Regions from separate parts of the Arachis hypogaea genome. Here region 1 is linked to region 2. A link is a contact called in public Hi-C data. All regions are on one chromosome and are shown on one strand. Each heading gives the region's core, a stretch centred on a gene start, on an enhancer-like site or on the middle of the called end of the contact. The rest is flanking DNA. Distances are from core to core; before and after follow the strand shown.

Region 1 (3,445 bases), core at 929-3,428, 170 kb after region 2:
GGTGCTGAAAACATTACAAGCACCACAAATAATGATTTATATTCTCATACTGCTGAACCATATCTCACTAAGAATCATTCCACTCTAAGTTGGACACACATCATAAATTCCCTTGAAATGAATGTGGAACTCTAAGAGACAATTTCCTACATAATCTTAAACCAAGAAAAAGCTGTTACTCTGTACCTCAACAACGTAGTTTGTTAGATTCAAAAACAGAGTTGAAAGCCAAGAAGTTAAGATTGAAAAACATAGAATAACAATTTCTCAACTTACATAGTGCATTAACATTTTCTTTTGAAAAAGATCTAGCCCAAAACACTTTACACTAAAACTTTCACAAAAACACCAAGTAAGCAACACACAAAACAACCGTTCCACAATTTTCATTTAAAAAATAAATAAAATTAGCCCCTTAAGTTAGCAATTGACTTTAATTCATTCCAAGGACTTAACTACCTTTTGGAAGCTTCAAGGACCTTTGTTTCCAATCTTCAGCTAAAATTAGAAGTCAGTTAGCAACTTTATGATTCTTTTTCTTTTAATTTTACTTTCGTCATTGTCACAGACATCTGAATTTTATTAGCAACTATGATTGACGACTTTCTCTCACACAAGTTTTTGTCCTTGCCACCAGTATCCAGTAATTACTACCTAAGATCTATTAATGCAGTTTGAAAAACTATGAATGTCTCTTACCACAAGTTTTATCAATTTCTATGACTCAACTTAAAACCACCAAAGAGGGGACAGACTTACCTCTCACATTCACTGTAATAATAAAAATAATAATAATCTCGATACATTGACAGTGTAAAACTCATTTAATCACACCATTCTTCTGGATGACCATTTACGTGGTCAAAATAAAAGGTAGTTATTTAAGCTGATGTGGTATTACGTAATTGGATGCATGGATAAAATTGTTTTAGACTGACACTGAATCAAATTAAATTCATAATTTCTTAACGGCTTGATTTTATTACCTAAAATCTCATTAACGTAGCTTGAAAAACTATGATGGTTTCTTAGCACTAACTTTTGTACTTACCACAGATTTTATTACTAGAATTCTATCCGTTCTTGTGACTCCAATTAAGGGAAAAGGGAACAAACTTACTCTAAACTTAACTATCACAATCAATCACTACAAGTCTATAACAAAATAAATAAATAAATAAATAAGGATATGATAGTCTTGACAGGGTTATACTTGTAATGAACAGGGGAAGCAGGACAAGCAAGGTGATAGATCTGATCCACCTCCAACAGTATAGGCTCAACGACGTCGTGTCGAATCAGCTCAAACCTAGGGTTTCCAAGCAAATGTACCAAATTGTCCTTCCTCCCGGTGAAAAAATTATCCACCACAATCACCTCATTCCCTCTCCCAATAAGCTTATCAACCAGATGGCTCCCAACGAACCCAGCCCCACCGGTAACCACCACCCTCAGCCTCCTGGCGCCAATCGCCGCCGGAACCCGCCCAGCAACCGCGTTCCTTCTCTCGAGCCCGACGCCGCGGAGGTCGTGGCGGGTGGTGAACCCGCTCCGGGTGTACGGATGGGCCTCGGAAGGCCCAATTCTCGAGAGGATGGGCTGGATTATGAAGAAGGTCGAGCCAATTAGGATTCCGATGAGGGTGAAGAGTAGGCGCTGTTCTCTTAGAAGGTAGTTAATGGATCTTGGTAGGGATCTATTGTGTTTTGGGAGTTTTGGTGGGTAAGGGCCATATTGGTTTGAATTATTGTTATTATTACTATTCGGCATCTCCAGCCTGTGATTCAGCTTTGGCTTCATTCTTTTGCTTCCTTCTTTCTTTCCGAATTTAAATGCAGTGTTCGTGTGTGTGCGTAATGTAATGTGTTGTATGGGTGAAGGTAAAATTTGGAGTGGTTGCAGTGAAAATTGAAATGCTTCTTCTGTTTGTGTCGGTGAATGTGAAAGAGAGGCTATTTGGTAAAAAGAAATGTGATGTGAATGTGAAAGGGAAAGGGAAATTGAGTGAGTGGATGGGAGGGTGGTGATATTTTAGTTTTAGGAGCTGGCGTATGCATGCAAGTGTTTCAGAGTCAGGCTTATATTTTGTGTGTGTTATGTGATCTGATGTGAATTGTGATGTAATGATGTGGGGCAAATGTATTGTTCTTTTAAAAAATAAATAAATAAAAAGGTTTCTTTTTATTGAGTGTGTTGATGTTAATCGGTGATTGTTGTTGGTAGGGACAATGGAAAGCGTGAAATTGAAGATGAGTAAAGGAGTTAGACCCTCCCTGTTTGCGGCTTTTGGATGAGTTGAGTGACCAAATGCGATTAGGGTAAATGGGTAATTGTCTTGATCTTTTCATTTGCGAAATCTAATTATCATCGTATTATGATTTAAGAGTATACCCATTTTAAAATTCTTTTATATTTAGTTGAGTGTTTTTTTTTAAAGTAAAAGCTCAACACAACAAGTGGAGTATAAGACAATAACAGACCAAGTATGGACAACAGACTAAATCACACTCATGTAGCACCAATAGATACCTTCTGTCACCTTCGGCAATACTATCAACAACAGAAGGGATCCACACCTAATCACTCCTTGTAGTTCATGAACGACTGTTGAACAACCTCATCAACCCCTGTTCCTTTATTTTGAAAGATTTTTCTATTCCTTTCTAACTAAATATTCCATACAATCGTACAGAAACATACCATCCATCTCTTGCGCTCTTGTTTACCAGTTGGAAGCTCAGTCCAGCTTTAGAATTTGAGTGTTAAAGGGAAAAAAATTTAGATTCTCTGAATTTGAATTTTTATTTTAGAGAATAAAATGTAATCTCTCACCATTTATTTTATAAATAAGATAAAAAATATGAAAAAAATTATTTAAGAAGATCACACTTTATTTTCTAAAATAAAATTTAAAATGTAGATAATTCAAATACAAAAAAGATAATAGTAGTACGTGAATTTTATGCTGTGAACAGTGCCAATATCAACTACCTCACTATATAATTCTATGATTTGATGTGTTAGAATTCTTCCATGTGTTTCAAAAGTCGCACATACGTATTCATCGTGTATAACCTAGTGATGCGTAAGCATCTTTTCTTAGTAAATTTGTATTTAATTTGTTTAATTTAATCAAGAATTAATTATCTTTTAGCCACTATGGATGTTAATTTGAGTCGTGTGCAATTCTATTTATTTTAGGTAGCATTTGGCTGGATTTGATGGAGTCTCCACAGAAAAAGAGAAGAAGGCGAATGATGTTGTCAACCCTGGCCTCTCTGCACTCAAACCTGAATAACTCGAGTTACAGAAGTTCAATGGACGTGATTTTAGTGGCGTTGGAAAGCTAACTTTCAGAGCTTTCCAACGATATATAATAGTCGACACTTCTCTCCCACCAATTCGACCAAGGCTGCGCCTAACTTGGGACAAGACAACAACAACA
Region 2 (3,485 bases), core at 713-3,212:
AATACCCCATTTTCATGTCTAGCTCAATATTTAATTTCCTTTAGCCACTCAAACCTCATACCATGTGTTTATCACAATTACATCAACAATAAACAGGAAGAGATAACTATGTTGATTCAACATTAGAGGCTTTTTTCAATTTTATATTTTTTGTTCTATTTCATAAGAAACAAACAATCATGCGGATAGTTTGAGTTCCATCACCTATTAACCTTTGTTGTTTGCACGTTGGGCTTACTATATCTTTCCATCAGTATGGATTGTACTCAATTTAGAAAATGGAGATCAATTAGTATTGTTCTATATTATTTGTTTGGTGTATCTATTTTGTAACAGTAGCATCCAACTAGTTTTGGAATAATAAGATGCACTGTAAATGCATTTCTAGGTCTATATCTTTTTTTTGGGGTTGATGGCTTACTTTTAAATTTTCGGTCAATTTGTCTATTAAATGTTACAAGTTAAATTTGATTATTTAATCATAACTATATCCTGAGTCGCTATTACCTCATAAATCATAATTACATTGACTACATTTAATTATTTAATAATAATTTGACTAAATCATCTATGACTTCATAATTTCCACATCATTCTCCTGCCAATTTTGTTGATGGTTTTGAGCTTATATATCATAACAATCTCTTGCTAATCTTGTATGTGTGATCAAACTGATAATTGTGATTTGAATCAAATAGCTGTTTGACATGACAAATCACCAGCATATATATATGAATTTGATGCTCTCATACTCCTGGCTGTTGTGCTTGACTGAAGGAAATTATTCTAATCTTTCGTTGAGACTTTTATCTTTCACTCCATTCCATTGTTCTAATGAAACATTATTATTTACAGGGCTCCGAATGCAGCTCCAGTTGCTGAAGTTGGAATCTGAAGGATATGCGGAGGGCTCTGTGCTAATTTCAAGCGATGAAGAGTGTGGGGAAGGATCTACTAGATTGTCAGAAGACAATCGATTATGCAGAACTGAAGATAGCTGGGAGTCTTCCTACATTATTGATGTGTTGTCTGAATCTGGCATCGATGGCGCTCAACCTGATCCAAATTTTGAATTTTGGCATTCTCTGGAATCCCCTGTAAGTCTCTCAGTGTTTAATGAACTTGAAAAGAGGTACTGTGATTGGACCACTTGTTCAAGGTCTGAAAGACGGTTGCTTTTTGACCGCATAAATTCCGGAATTGTCAAGATCCACAATCAATCCATGAACTTGCAGCCATGGGTGAGCCGTGCAACAACAAATGTTGGTTCTAAACTGATCGAAAATCGGATCCAAGATGGTCTTTTCAGGTTGCTGGGAAGCCAGGGAAAAGTGAAGGATGATGCTTTGGGGAAGGTGTTGGTTAAGGAACCACAGTGGTTGGACTTAGGAGATGAAATTGATGTAATAGGTAGGGAAATTGAGAGATTGTTGTTAGAAGAACTAGTAGCAGAGATAGCTGGTGCATAGAAAATTTTGTACCGGGGCCATTATTCGTTCTTAGGAAGTTTCCCTATATTGTAAATCAAAGTTTCACAATGTTAAATTTCATCAGAAGATGAATAAAGGGATCATAATGTTTCTTCCCAAACCCATTGGGCATTAGATGAATGATTATGACTATCTGAGAATGTGGACAAGTTTACATGGCCCTTTCATGGTGCATGTGGATTTCAAGGTTGCATTTAAGGCACTACGTGATAGACATAAAAGCCAGAATTTTTGTAGCTACATTAAGGGGTAGGGACTAGGGGTAGCAGCATATAACGACAATATTCAAATAACAACGCAACTCAAGGTGAATCAAATTATCAAATCATGCCAACGGTGTAATCTGCAAGAATTGATGGCGATTGACAAAGGCAAATGAAAAAACGTATTTGTTTCTTTCTACATATACTTCGGGCCTTACAGGTACTGTCACTATCACTATTTATAGGTCAGCATCTCGTAACGCTTCTAAAAGTGTAGTGTAACTAGTACTGTACAAAAATACATCAAAGAAATCTGACTTGAGGTTTCCTCTCCTTAGTGCGGACTTGATGACAATAGAAAATAGATGAACTCACCCAACTTGTTAAACAATCTCGTGGGAGAAAGAAAAAAAAAAGGGAGAAAATTGATGAACTTGCTTACTACTGAACCTATACAAGGTTATAAAGCATTCTAAGTTGCCCGAGTTATTCTATTTTCCATTTTACCCATTAGTGCCATGCATAAATAATTAAATACCATTTAGAAAGTTTGTTTTTTTCTGCCTTCATATTTTATAGCAATGTTGACGGTCACATGGAGTTGTTTTTCTTTTCACCAAATATGTAGCATTCCTTAGTTAATGAGAGAAACGGATAAGTAGTCCCAACGGAGAAGTAGCACAAGTGGGAGAAATGTGCACTCACACACAGTTAAGTCTGAGGGTACAATTGCTGGTCCAAATTTTTGGACCATTGTTGTTATGGTCATGGACCTAACGTCTCAAGTAAGATGGCTGCTATCTCCAAATAAAAGGTGAATTTCGCTGCTATTTTCTGTGTAAATAATCAATTCAATTATGTTTGATGATCTTCTAGTAGTGATTCTTTTGTAAACACAAGTTAACTGCTTCAGTGCTTTATTTATCTATACGTGTTACTTATAATGTCAACACACTTTTGTAACTGCTTGTTTTTAGTATTTTCAATTCTTTCTTCCAATTAGGTCTTCTTTTAAGCACCATCTGAATTAACTTTCCATTTCTATCTGTCGGTATTTGTGCCAAGGTTAGGTCTCTGCATTGTTTGAAGTTGATTGCCAATTTCGTGTGGGATCTATGAAAGGAGCCTTTGCATGTTCCAATTATCCAGATCCCAGATATCATTCAAATAAGAAAAAGTCTTGGAACCAATTCTACTATGAGCTAACTTGAACAACATTTAAAAAATTTTGATTTTAAAATTTAAAAAATTAAGATTAGGTTTAGATAAAATTAGGGTTAGATTTAAGTAAATGGAGTGAAATGTTTTTTTTGTTTTTTTTCCTCTGGTGGGTCTTAAAATACGGTCTAAATAGAAGTTGGATAAAGTTGGTTGGACCCCTATTTGATTACCTAACGAAGATGTTCACAGAAATACATGTATATATGCAATATGAATAAAAGAAACTTTTTGTGACTACAAACTAGACATTGACCGGTTATAAAATGCCAAAGAGGAGAAAAGTCATCATAAAGGCAAGAAGACATTTGTTTTTTTTTTTTTTTTTTTTTTTTTTTTTTTTTTTTTTTTTTTTAAAATATCAAAAGAATAAAAAATACCGAAAATGAAAGAGTATGTCAAACAGTTGTACATGTCTGTATATTACAGGGTCTTGTAGGGTGGTTGTCAATGTTCCATTGCTTTTATGGTGTAACGGTTATCCTATCCGAACTTTTGAATTTAGATCCCATGTGCAATCCCTTCACGAGTCACCATCAACAAACTGGTGTGTGTACTACATTCATTGCTAACA

The links. A called contact is a pair of places that touch in the nucleus more often than the background predicts.
Region 1: a contact with region 2 is called in a Hi-C map of an unstated tissue, with 3 times the contacts expected there. The contact joins the promoter of LOC112727283 here to the enhancer-like site in region 2. A contact is called at or near these places in 2 of 8 Hi-C or Micro-C datasets (leaf and an unstated tissue).

Annotation. Positions count from the first base shown.
Region 1 is chr12:32,583,298-32,586,742 of arahy.Tifrunner.gnm2.J5K5, forward strand. LOC112727283 (UDP-glucuronic acid decarboxylase 1) reads right to left here and starts at 2,179. Exons shown (of 7, transcript XM_072209152.1): 1 at 1,187-2,179. The coding sequence starts at 1,800.
Region 2 is chr12:32,413,554-32,417,038 of arahy.Tifrunner.gnm2.J5K5, forward strand. It overlaps LOC112727281, which reads left to right. Exons shown (of 5, transcript XM_025776963.3): 5 at 856-1,590. The coding sequence ends at 1,469. Among protein-coding and RNA genes, the nearest start is that of LOC112727281, 7.9 kb to the left of the region's middle. Within about 2 kb of position 1,963, at least 1 of the 3 cell types and tissues checked has open chromatin away from gene starts, as enhancers often do.